2 separate regions of the Sus scrofa genome follow, and region 1 is linked to region 2. A link is a contact called in public Hi-C data. All regions are on one chromosome and are shown on one strand. Each heading gives the region's core, a stretch centred on a gene start, on an enhancer-like site or on the middle of the called end of the contact. The rest is flanking DNA. Distances are from core to core; before and after follow the strand shown. Region 1 overlaps LOC110260243 (a long non-coding RNA gene). Region 2 overlaps LOC110260243 (a long non-coding RNA gene).

Region 1 (6,808 bases), core at 863-3,362, 69 kb after region 2:
TTCATTACCCACCCTCATTATTAAGTAGCATTCAATTACTGAGTGTTGTAATGCCAAAGAGCATAAAAGAGAGACAAAATCTCGGTAAGATCTAAGGGCGAAATGGCATTTTTATATTGCTATAAAGATTACTTAACTCTAGTGCAGTACTAATGATCATTTCTGTGACTAAAAACATCCCCTTATGATTAATTATGTAAACTCTCATCATTTCAAGCCCAATAAAGACTTTAAAACATTTTTCATGCATCTTGTAACCCAGCATATCTTTCTCCCATTTACCCACATAAGAATCAACTTTAAAGATTAAAGTCTTTTCCATTACATGAAAATTGTGCAGCGCTTGGGAGTATTCGGGTATAGAGGTACAGTTCAGGTAAATATATGCAGGGAATGTTTTAATTTGGGAGGAAATCTTTTGTATTCTTCATAAATGTGGAATTATGTTCCTTATTCCTGTTAAAGGCACAGTCCTCTCATACTGGAAGGAATCTCTCGGTTGTCAAGTTCTTCAAACTGAATATATTCAAAAATTAGAACATACAATAAGAATCACTTTCGAGTGTAAATTACAGTTTTGTTGGTATCATCAATAAAATTGGTGGTAGGGGGAGCTTCCATCAACATTAGGGAATTGTTTATAATAGAATTCAAAGCAGCTGTTAAACATGAGGTTATATAGAAATGCTTAATAATATAGAAAGAAATGATAGCATTAAAAGAATATGTACAAAATGACTCATATTTTGGTAAAAATTTTACGTATGCTTATATCCACTGACCTTTGATTGAAAGATAAACAGAAAAGCATTAACAGAGTTTTTGTGTAGGTGGCAGGATTACAAATCTTTTTTTTCTCTTAACTATGTGCATTTACTAGAATTCTTCTAATGAACATGGGTTTGCTTTTGTTTAAGAAAAAGAACTGTAAGGAAAAACACAAGCAAACCAAAATAGCCTCCTTTGATGAAATGATCATTCAGAGTCTGAGATCCCAGACATTCTTGGATAAGGTCCTCTACTTATGAAAATTGGTTCAGAGTTAGACACACATGATAAAGCCCCTTCTTAGCCACAACCAGGCCCTGAAGGCTATTTCTCAGGCCAGAGAGAGAGAGCAGACAGAGCCAACACTCAGCTCAATGCCTCGGGCCCGTGGGCTTTTACCTCCCTGGACAGGTAAGAGGAGTAGGAAGTAGAGTCGGAACCGTTCTTTACTGTGCAGCTTTGAAGATGCTGAGAAGCAGACTGGGACATGGGGCAGCAGAGACAGCCTCTGCCTGAGTCTTTAAATCATGTGGGTTCAGGCCATTTGCAGGTAGGGTGTCAGGTGGCAGGGCCTTCAGCCTGGGTCACCAGGGTGTCTCTTGAGCAGGATGCCTCACAATTTACAATTTTCTTTTCTCTTTTTCTTCCTTCCTTCCCCTTCAACTATCCCCATCTGGAAGTATAAGAGTCCCTATCTACATGGAACAGGAATTTAGTTTTTAGAAATGTAAGTTCTGGGCACTTTCTGAACAGAGACTGGCTCTAATCCCAAATTGCATGTTTTATTATGTGGGCTTTATTTGTGTTTCTTATGAAATGAGCTGAGACACTCAAACTCATTTCAGATAGCAGCCAAAGCTAAATGGCCACATTGTCCCTGGATGGAAGGTCAACACGTCACAGGCAAAACTGTCCAGCTTCTGAGTTTTCTCGAAAACTTACACAGGAAGACAAGCTGTTTCAGTCATTGTTTTTGGCAAACTGAGGATTTTATTCCTGAACAGCATGACTGCCTTGACAAATCAAAGAAAGCAAAGGTTTTAACCTCATGCTTCCAGATTTCTCTGTAAGGTCAAATTGTGATTAAACATAAAAGTCATTTTGGAACTTCATTCAGAATAAAGAAGGACAAAAAGTTTAACCGTCACTGCTACGGTTTGATAAATAAAGAGATCAAAACTGCTTACTCTATGGAAATAAAGCAGTTGGGGTCACTTCTTGGCTGCCAACGAGCAATTTCTAGTGAGGATTTCCTCTTTTAATCAGTTCTAAGGTATAATGACAGTCTCCACAACCAGCCACACCCTGTGGGGGCAATGTGAATAAACACTGGTAGCTTCTGCCAAAAATAAACACCAGATTAATAGCACACAGCCTACACATCAGGGGAGCTTTCCACCTCCCTGGGACCCCAGATGAGAAATTAATTAAGCTAATACATTTAAAACTAAATCCATTTTACTCCAAATTACCATCCCCAAAAAGTTCAGCAAAAAATGTGAAATGCCAAAATTGTAACTTGCCTTCAACGTGTATTCAGACCCTTAGTAAAGCAGATTCCAATAAAGAAAACCTGAGATGTAAAGCAAGCCAACAAGCCATGATTGACTCAAGATCTCCATCTAGTGACATTACGCTGAATAGCAGGTGGTTTATCTGCATTTCTGGGTAGGCCTGTATGTAAGTCAAATGAATTAAGCATTTACAAATGCCTTTTCTTTTTACCCCGTCATAAAAAGTAATCCTCAGGAGCAGTTTATATCCCTTTTACAAAATTATGATGATTCACCTCTGGGCCTGGTTCATCTGTTTTCAGCAGGATCTGTTTCCCTGGATTCATCATTTATTTCCTAACTCTAATGGCACTTGATCAAAGAGGCTGGAAACTTTTGACATGTGAGCAAAATTGTGCAGTTACATGTGATGGAACATGTAACATTCAGACAATGTGTACTTCATGTCAGGAACTGTGCTGAGAGCACTGTCTGGTTAAGAAGCGAGGCATAGACCAGACATTACAGTGAAATGCACCAAAAGATTTCTCCCACCAGACCCAAATGTGCATATCACATGAGTCATTATATGAGGTTTAAGAACAGACAAAACCAACTGATCGTGACAGAAGTTAAAACAGTTGCCCTCTCAGGTGGGGGTGGAGGAAGAGTTGATTAGAAAGTGGCATGGGGAGTTCCCGTTGTGGCTCAGTGGTAACAAATCTGACACACTAAAACACAAAACTGTAATTTATGATCAATGTACTTAATTCAGGAGTTCCCATCTTGGCACAGTGGAAACAAATCCGCTAGGAACCATGAAGATGCGGGTTCGATCCCTGGCCTCGCTCAGTGGGTTAAGGATCCAGCGTTGCCTTGAGCTGTGGTGTAGATTGCAGACGTGGCCCAGATGTGGCATTGCTATGGCTCTGGCATAGACCTGCGGCTACAGCTTGGATAAGACCCCTAGCCTGGGAACCTCCATATGCCTTGGGTGAGGCTCTAACAAAAAATGCCAAAAAAAAAAAAAATGTACTCAATTCATGTTATACCTTCCTCTATGCATGGTGCAAGGAAGGACCTTGGAGGTCACCTGGTCCAACACCCCAAGGTACTGAAATAAATATAAGTATATAATTCATGCTCATTCTAAAAAAGTTTTTCAGATAATTTATTACATTGAAAAAGAGTAAAAATCACTTTATTTAATATTCAGTTAATATTTAATATGCCCCCAAAATATCCACCTTTAATATTTTGGTGTAATGACCTCCAAACTTTTCTCTGTGCATATTTTTAAATTTATTCAGAATGAGTTACTGATAAACATAACTGTATATATTTAAAATTTAAAATGATTATATATATATATATGGTTGTCAGATGAAGATAATTAATACATCTATCACTCACACAGTTTACATACATAACTCGGTGTATGTATGTGAGATAAGAATGCTAAGATCTACCAACAACTTTCACATGTAAACTATAGGCCCCATGCTATATATGAGATTCTCAGCTTCTTCTCTCTCTGCATATTTTTAAAGAGGGGAAAAAAAACAACTGTACTAGGACCATAACAATTTGCAAGATTAAAAAAAATGCAGTTTCAAATCCTTTCTAAAAAAAATATATACAAAAAGTTCATAATTGTGGTCATTCACATTTTTTTCTGAGACTTTTTTTTTCCTCTGCATGTTTTTAATTCATTCACCAAATATGCTAATTCTAAATTGCTTGTATGAATTAACAAATACCTTAAAGACCACACTATGCTAATAAATATAAATCTGTATCATCATTGCAAGGTCTACATCACATCTCTGGGTTCATTTGCATATAGATTGCTGATTGGTATGTGGGTGCTCCGTAAGTTATGCACGTCACTTTTTATGAATATGTTTGTGTTTGCCAATGTTTCACCTATAAACAAACCTGAGATCAACCTCCTCATACATACATATTCATACTCCTCAATCCTTCCCTTTGGATAAATTCCTAGAAGAATTGCTGAATCAAGGGAAACAAACAGCTTGCATTTTGATCCATGGTACTCACGTGCCCTCCAGAAGAAACCGGACAATTTATATTCCACTGGCTTTCCTCACCAGCACTAGGCATTATCATTCTTTTCTTGTCTTTGTCAATCTGATCCTCATAAAACTGTAACTGTTGTTTTAATTTATATTTGTTTAATATTTGGGGAATGCTTTTCACTTATGGACACTCTTGCCAACCTTTCTACCTGGTGTGGGCTAATCAATTGCATCTCTGATCATTTCTCCCATGACTTTCTCCCCATGGGCTGGATGGACTGTCTCCAGGCCAATTTCCACCTGATTGCAAAGTTAGTGAGGTTGTCTCAAAATTATCCCTGACCCCATCTGTTACCCATGACAATGCTGGAAGTAACAGTCTGTGGCCCTCCTGTGCGTGAAACCGCCTCAAGCTTTGTCAGGCTGAAGACCAAAGGCTTCCTATTCTAGACAAGAGATTAATGAAAAGAAATAGAAGAGCATCTGGCCCACTGTGGGACCTGGAGCCTTCAACTCCACCAGCCCATTGCAATATTAGTTCACAAACTCTGGGGTTTTTTGTTTAAATTGAATTTAATTTGGGCATTGGGCCCCATTCAAGGGGCAAAAACTTAATGGGCCCCCTCTCATCAGATCTAAATGGAGTTGTATGAGGAGAGTCTGCTGGAGTCTCCCCCTCGGTCCTCCTCCACCTGCATCTGCCTAGATGTACGCCTCTGCATCCGCATCTGGTTACCTGTCCACATGGCGCAAAGCCGTGTCCTCCATGTCCCCCACTGCAAGGCCCCTTGAGTCTGACGGCCCTTGGACATCTGTCCAGGCTGCTCTGCAAGAAACACCTACTTACCCCACAGGTTCTGAGCTGCACAGGCTGCTCTGGGGCTCTTCTCAGCTCAAGGCATCATTACTCTGCCCCATGGCAAATAGAAGCATGGAGAACTCCTGTCTGGGGGGTACAGGCCATCCCTACCCTCAAATTCCTCAAATCTGGATCCACAAACACACCTACCCCCCAGGATGCAGTCTCTTGAAGGCTGGCTTCTTAGGGACCCACCAGACCCTCTACCCCTCTGATTCTCCCCTGCTTTCCTCCTCACCCAGCCCTGAGATATTTTACCTATTTTTGGCTTTGCAACCTACTATTTACCATGCAGTTGTCTCAATATCTTTTTTCTTCCCATCAACAGGCTTTTGAAACAAATTCCAAGTAGTGGCTTCCGCCATCTGATGGAGGGAGAGAACTAAGGGTCTAACTGCCATAACTGGGGGCAGAGGCATGAGGGTTGAATAGAAAATAAAGAAGGGAGCTTCTGTGGTCCTGTAGCTGGGAAGAGGGCACCCAGATGTGCTGGAGTTGGGGTCTGGCCCTGCAGAGCAGAGGCCTCTGCTGTCGTCTAGGGAATGAAAGCCTGGATATGTGAGGTGGGACGAGAACGTGCAGAGCACCGGTATGTAAACAAAGCGACAGTGCACATTCCAGCCTATCGCAGTGCAATTTCCCCAAGTCAAAGTTCCACTTAACTTGATTACAAGGCAGTTTTTTTTATTTTTTTAAACTGTTAACTAAAGGAAAGAAGAGAGTGGTGCTCATGAACAAGATGTGGGCTTGGAAATCAGACAGTCTGGGGCTGAAGCTGGCCTCTGCTACTTACTGTCTGTGATGTCAGGCAGCAGCCTGCTGGGAATAATTTTATCAGCTGCTACATGTATGCATTTGAGGGAACATATAGGAAACAAATCAACTTAGAATATGTTCCCTTCTCCTTTTAGTTCCCCTTCTCCCTTTTCCTGTTTTTAGCCCCAATACTCAAACTCATAACAAGCCCTATTCCTACTCAAATGAATCTGCAATGTTCGTAGGCTTACTAGAAATGCATTCACAAATATGTATGAAGTGTACACGTCGGTTTGTATGCAAATGGATCACGTTTCATATCTTCCCAAGGAACTCTGTTATGCTTTTTAATATTCAGTAAGATTTTAAAGAAATATTAATGAAAACATTTTACAAACTGGAAATAATGTCCAAGTTGGCATTACAAAGCTTCCACAGGAGCATCTGTTCTCAGAACAGCTCAAGCCTCCTCTCCTCACAACTCCCTCTCCCTCCTTCCTGCTCACCACCAAGGAGAAAGCAAGGAGGACCACAGCCCAGGCCACCATCAGGCAGCCATGCTGGGGAACAGGGCTTTAGTCAGGCCAACCAGGGAGGTTGAAGTCCTGGCTTCTGTGTGAAAAGGCCTCCCTGGCTTGGCTGTTTGGGGAAGGCACCTTCCATGGTGCTGGTGAGGTAGCAAAGATGAAGAAGTTTCTTTCTCTGGAAAGAACCCACATAAGCAAAATAAGAAATGAAAAAGGAGAAGTCTCAAAGGATACTTCAGAAAAACAAAAACCGTAAGAGAATACTATGACAGGAGTTCCCATCGTGGCTCAGGAGTAATGAATCCAACTAGTAACCATAAGAATGAAGGTTCAATCCCTGGCCTTGCTCAGTGGGTTAAGGAGCCT
Region 2 (7,112 bases), core at 727-3,226:
AAGATGATTAAAAATAAGTTGTAAGTGCCCAGAAGTGGGATTGCTGGATCATATAGTAGTTCTATATTTAGTTTTCTGAGGAACCTCCATACTCTTTTCCATAGAGTTGCACCAATTAACATTCCCACCAACAGTGAAGGAGGGTTCCCTTTTCTCCACACTCCCTCCAGCATTTGTCATCTGTAGACTTGTTAATGATGGCCATTCTGACCAGGGTGAGGTGGTATATATCCAGACAAAACTACAGTTCAAAAGGGTACATGCACCCCTATGTTTACTGCAGCCCTATTTGCAATAGCCAAGACATGGAAACAACCTAAATGTCCATCGAAAAATGAATGGATTAAGAAGATGTGGTACATATATACAATGGAATACTACTCATTCATAAAAAAGAACAAAATAATGCCATTTGCAGCAACATGGATGCAACTAGAAAGTCTGACACTAAGTGAAATAAGTCGAAAAGAAAGACAAATACCACATAATATTACTTATATGTGGAATCTAAAATAGGGCACAAATGAACCTATCTACAAAACAGAAACAGGTTCACAGACACAGAGAACAGACTTGTGGTTGCCAAGGGTGTATAGCACAGGGAATTATAATTACTTGTGATGGAACATGATGGAGGATAATGTGAAAAAATAGAATATATATATATATAAACTGGGACACTTTTCTGTGCAGCAGAAATTGACAGAACATTGTAAATCAACAATGATAATTTTTTTTAAAAAAAGGAAAGTGGTTTCACTAGAATAGGAGGAACATAAACCAATGTGGAAGAAATAAAAATATCAAATGTAAAACGTTTTTTTGATTTTGATGGTAAAGGATTGCTCTGAAATTAAACAGTGAGTTTTAAAAAATGAACAACTGAGTAAATACCTGCCAAAACAGCATGCATGTATTTACCTGTTATGACAATCCTGAATGAATTGTTATGATTTTTAACAAGTTAGTTCAAATTTTATGTTACATTTTGGATTCAGAAAACCTTAACTATTTCCTAATGTATTTGTTAGTGTTTTAATGTCATTTTTAATAACCACCGGACCCTAGTATCTATTCGATTTTTGTAAATGGAAACAAATAATCTCATGTTCCACCCTAGTTCTTCAAAGCAGGATCATTTAACATTCACTAAGCATCAGTAACTTATTTCAAGGCCTTTTGATATTGTCTTGCCCATGTAACCCTTGGGAATGTAACCCTTGCCATGTAACTCTTTTATCAGCCACACTCTTCCACAAATAGCTTTTAGAGATATTCCTTTCATATGCCATATGCCTTGCAGAAAAAGTGCCCTTATTATAAAGTTACAGGAAGAAATTTAGTTAACAGAGACAATTCACTGCAAACAAAATGCTCAGAGAAGCCCCATGGTTCTTGTGCAAGGATCTTCATTCAATTCCCAAGCAGCGGAGGAGAGAAAGGCATGGGGACCCAGGGTTGCCTATCGGTCCTCTACGTTGCCCACATGCAGTTCTAAACTTGCTTCTGTTTATCATTCTTCTATAGCTGTCTTGCTCCCTAATCACCACTTAACTCTCTTTCTGTTTACTATGAGTGCCGGGCATGGCCACATCAGGGAGCCTGTAGAGGGAGCTGTAACTACACTTCAACGCTTAGGTATCTGTATCCATTTTGAACTTAGCTGGAGACTCGATTTGGCCATCTCCCAAGAAAACACACACCATTTACATGACATCAGAATCCTATAAAGAGAAATGACTGCATCTTTCAGAACGTGCCTATCAACGGTTCTCTGGACCAGCATAGGGCAAGTATGTTGCCTGACAGAAGGTATTTTCGTTAGACTCTATTAAGAGTCCAAAACTTCCCTTTCATCAGGAATATAACTGACAGTCTAGCACTTGGACTCACATTTCCCAAAATTCAGGGCTTCCCAAGCCTGGCCTTGGTAAGTTCAGAATGCCAAAGAACCTACTCTAGAAAAGTAGTAAACTATATAAACACACCAGGAAGACTTGAATCTGGGCTGTGATTATGCCATTTCTGGCTGGCTAACCTGGGCCATGCAAACCTTTTAACAAAGGGGTATAGACCACTGGTGGGCACATCCACAACTGGAAATGGTTCAGGTGTCAAGCACAAGCAGAGCCAACTTAAGGGAATATTGCTTCCAGGATATCCCCAAATACTACCATATTACACTGCATCTCTGACTACCTCTTCCCTCTCACTGTCTCCATCCCTCAAGCCCTGCACCCTGGTTGGGTCCCCAATTCCCCAGGAGAGGGAAGACAAGTAGGGGACCAACCTTGGAAGTATCAAAGTATGAGAGATACACCAAGGAAAGTGCCATTCTGTTTCTTCCTAGTGCCTCTCAGTTTTTGTTAACCAAATATTCCCCTTTCTCAGAAATGGTGCACAAACTCGGCATTAGTGCCTTTCATCCCAAATCTAGGCTTCATGAAGTGAAGATTCACTACCCACCCCCCCAACTCTATGGTCAAATTGAAGAGATCAGCCATAACCCTTCCAGATTCAAATCCTATCTCTTCCATGTATTAGCTCCTTGAAACTTTGTGCCTCTGTCATTACTTTAGTAAAATATGAATAATAACATTTGTATATAACACAAATATTATCGAGAAGATTGAACTATTTAGAAATCCAGGTAATTTGTCCATATATATATAACAAATGTTCAATAAATTATAGCTTCACTACTATTTCTGTTCAAAGACTCTTGCTACCAAAAAACTAAGACACAAACCAGTTGTTTTATGTTTGCATCGAGTAACCACTGTAAGATTTCATGCAATTCAAGAAAATAGCAGAAAATACACCAAAAAAAGCAAGAGCCAATGTGGTTCTCCGTCAAGTAACTCACCAAACTCACTGTGTTTAAAAATAATAATAAACTATAAAATCTCCTATGTTAGGACAACTCAAAGTATTTTTTTTTTTTATCTGTCTTTGTTTCAGGAAAGTTTAACAGTCTCCCCCTCCCTACCTCACTCCAGCTCCCACCCCTTTCTCTGGAAAGTTATATTTTTAACATACCTCAGAGACAACCTATTAGGTGAATAATTTGAAGTCAAAAACGTCTGCTCTGTTTTATTTGTTTTCCTCTTGTTTGATAAAGCGGCAAATATCATTTGACTTGTCCCTAAAGTATTCAGTGTTAGATTTCCTTCCTCACTGAGAAACAGGAATATAGTTATTCCTCCTCTACTATATATAAATTCCAAGTGCTACCTTAGCAGAATTATGAAATAAAAATGAATGCTTTTTAAAAGCATTTATGGAGACTGGGGAATAAATGATAGAATTTTCTTATATTTCTTGTATATGCAGATAACAGATACATTTAATGCAAGAAGGAAATAGAATTTTAATAGAATTTTTAACTAAAGATCTTGAAACAAAACTAGACATACATTTTAATTGAATTTCTGGCTCAAATTACAGCAAACCATTATAAATCATTAGGAATCAGTTTTAAAACTGCTTTCACTTTTCCCCGTATTACAAACACAGAGGTAAGCTTTTACAGCTTCAGATAAGTGTTAATAAATTACCCGAATTTCAAAATTAATGGCTGCCCGGCTGCTTTGGGGAGATATCATTGTGTTTCATGAATATTTTGATTTTGTGATTAGATCAAAATGCACTGAATTCCTAAACAGTCATAACCAAGGTCTGCTGATCATAAACTGTTCTTTTTTAATAAATTATATTCCTCACAAATCTGCTGATATGGAATAATTAGAAATTGGTTGCCTGCATTTACTGTAATATTTGCATGACTTTAGATCTCCACCTACTGATCTAGAGGCTGGCAGGAAATGTACATTTTGTACATTTCTAAATATACCTTGCCTGCAGAGATAATGGTTTATATTGTGATGGTAAGGAGGTTTTTATTTGCAAAAAACAAAGAAGTGTCACTTGCCAGTTCTGGAAGACATTGATTAGGCAGTTTATGTCACTCCTATTCAGAACTTATTATTTACAGCTTTCTTGTTTCCTTTCCTTTGTAGGAGATAAAGATCTGTATCTTGTAAACTGCTTAAAGAGTGTCTATTTTGTCTTTTTAGGGAGTTGTGAAATACATTTTATACAGTGCAAGCATCCTGAAACTAAATGTAAACTGAGTAAAATACAGTATCCCAATTTATTACAATATCTCCAAGTATAATCTTTAAATTAAGTGGTTTATAAATAGTTACATGATGTAAAAAAAATCCCCAGGTGTAACTCCATCCTTTACCATTAAAGCACATGTATCTAAACTTGAACCTGCATAACCCTCACTATGGAATCTGATCATTAATTACAGTCATATAGTAGAAACCACTGACTGCAAACACACAAGACTACTTTCATTCTTCTAAATTTTATTCTTTTAAATTTAAATTCCATTAAGTTGAATGACTCCAGGAGTTAAAAATTTGTGTTTTAGAAAATTCTAATATAATGATATGTATGGAATATTTCTGCAAGACTTTTTGAGAGAGAGGTTTTTATTTATTTATTTATTTATTTATTTATTTTGGTAATGTTGCTATTTTACTACATGTGAAATTTGCTTTTACAGATACTTACATAAGCAGATGAGGTAATTTAAATACTAGGGTTCTGGGACTTCCTGTTGTGGCTCAGTGCTTATGAACCCAACTAGCCTCCATGAGGATGCAGATTCTAACGAATAAGAATGATTCTTGACAAAATCCAGAGAAAGACTCAGATGAAGGATACATGAGATTTTCGCTGTTTCTTATTACCATTTGGGGTGATCACTTTATTCTTGGGGGAATAAAGAAAGGACTCCTGAAGGGCACTCTTTACCACAGTAATGGCACAACTGGCTTTCTCTGAGTCTTGATAAACTAAGGCCAAGGAGTCCAGAGTTCCCTAAACCTTGTACATACATGACACAAATCAATCCTTGCACAGGTCCTTGAAGCTGGGACTGGGCCCGTCAGTTGCCTTGTTGTGGTTCATGGCACATGGCATTTCCTCAGAAAGCTTTAAGCCTTTGTCAGTCATAATTACTTACTCTTCAGATTCACTGCAACTCCCCAATTAACCACAAACACAAGAGGATGTAAAAAGAAGGGCTGCGTTCAAATGATAACAAGCCCATGGAAAAGTTTAACCTTAAACAATGTTTAACCTTAAACGAAGATTCTACCAGTCCAAAATAATAAATGCACGTGTTCATTTGTTTGTAGGAAAAGTAAAAGTGAGAGAACAATCATATTTATGACACCAAGCCTACTATGCCTTGGCATGTAAGCAAATACATCTAAAAATCTATCCCAAAATCCCAAGTAGAGTTCACAAACGCTAATAACGAACTCAGAGCATAAACTAAAATCAACTAGTTTACATCCCAGGGCTGTTAGTGGATAAATGAGATAAGGTATGTAAGATGCTTAAGTGCCTGGAGTATAGTAAACAATAAATATTACATAAAAACATAAAACAAACCACAGCCACAGAAATACTAAGGTTTATACGGAGACAAACTTCCAGCATGAATTTTTTTTGTTTTCATCTGACCTCTTTTATGCATTCATTCAGTTTCAGCCATCTGAAATTTCTACATAAATCTTTATGTATGCTTCTATTTGCATTGAAAAAAATTCAGGTGAGAATCTTTTTTTTTTTTTTAACTCAAAAGAGAGGACACCTACATTAGTCATACATGTCAGCATTTGCATACACGTAGGCATCTCCATAGCCACAAGCAGCTCTGTTCCTCATGTAAGGTGGAATCTGCATTGTAGAAGCCCGTTTTCCCCAAATCAACTCTGGAAGTTTAAATCAAGGTAAAAATACATTCTTCCCTCTGAGTATGTTTATGAACCACAGATGTGTATTTCTTAACATTTTAGCCAGTTCTTTTCCAAACATTTGTTCACTATTTTAAAATAAAGGATGCTAGAGTTCCCATCGTGATGCAGCAGAAATGAACCTGACAAGGAACCATGAGGTTGCAGGTTTGATCCCTGGCCTCATTCATTGGGCTAAGGATCTGGCATTGCCATGAGCTGTGGTGTAGGTCGCAGATGTGGCTCAGATCCCATATTGCTGTGGCTGTGGGGTAGGCTGGCGGCTGCAGCTCTGATATGACCCCTAGCCTGGGAACCTCCATTTGCTGCAGGTGCAGGCCTAAAAAATAAATAAATAAAATAAAATAAAATAAAATAAAATAAAGAAAGCATTTCTGGTAATACTGGGTTGCTCAAAAATGACTTATACTTAACAAATAATTACTGAACAATTGTTCTATGACAGGCACTATGCTAGGCCCTTGGGATACAGAGATGAATAAGGCCAGTTACCACCTTCAGGAAGCTGGCTCTGTTGGGCAGAGAAAAGCCTACATGTCCAGTTATAGTTCAGCACGATCAGTTTCATGGTGGAAGCATGCACAGTGTACCATGAAAACAAAGGAAGGTCTCTAAAATAGACTAGAGGTCAGGAAAAATTCTCTGAGATGCTCGGAGTTTGGGAAAACCAGAAGGAGTGCCATGGACTTAATGGACTGAATTTTGTTCCCTCAAAATCCACATGGCTAAAGCACTAATCTCCAATGTAATAGTATTTGGAGATGGGGCCTTTAGGAGATAATTAGGGTTAAATGATGTCATGAGGGCAAGGTCCTCATGGTGGGATTTGTGTCCTTGTAAGAAAACGAAAAGATCCCTCTTGTTCTCTCCATGTGCACACAAAGAAAAGTCACAGAAGCACACATCAGGATGGTGGACACCTCCAAGCCAAGAGAAGATATCTCAGAATGAAACCTACCCTGCTGGCATGCTGATCCTGGACTTTTCAGCCTCCAGAAATATGAGAATAAGTGTCTGTTATTTAAACTACCTAATCTATAATATTTTTTTATGATTGCCAGAGCAGACTAACATAAGAGCTAAAACGATGGAGCAGGAGAAAAAAGCATTTGGAGGACCAATGTTTGAGGAAGCATGAAGCAGGACATGTTTGAGAAAGTTTCTGTGTTTCATAAAGGTGAAGCAAAGGATTCTTCTGGGTACCTGCAAAATATAATGTTCCATTCACAATCTATTGGAACCACATCTGGAGCATTAACTCAATTGGCCCAGGTA

What was found. A called contact is a pair of places that touch in the nucleus more often than the background predicts.
Region 1: a Hi-C map of embryonic fibroblasts shows a contact between it and region 2, with 2.8 times the contacts expected there. The contact joins two enhancer-like sites. A contact is called at or near these places in 7 of 47 Hi-C or Micro-C datasets (embryonic fibroblasts, fetal heart ventricle, heart right ventricle and 2 more).

Annotation. Positions count from the first base shown.
Region 1 is chr4:32,522,764-32,529,571 of Sscrofa11.1, forward strand. All of the region lies in intron 2 of LOC110260243 (a long non-coding RNA gene), which reads right to left. Among named protein-coding and RNA genes, the nearest start is that of LRP12, 180 kb to the right of the region's middle. Within about 2 kb of position 2,113, at least 6 of the 83 cell types and tissues checked have an H3K27ac peak or open chromatin away from gene starts, as enhancers often do.
Region 2 is chr4:32,454,150-32,461,261 of Sscrofa11.1, forward strand. All of the region lies in intron 2 of LOC110260243 (a long non-coding RNA gene), which reads right to left. Among named protein-coding and RNA genes, the nearest start is that of LRP12, 240 kb to the right of the region's middle. Within about 2 kb of position 1,977, at least 3 of the 83 cell types and tissues checked have an H3K27ac peak or open chromatin away from gene starts, as enhancers often do.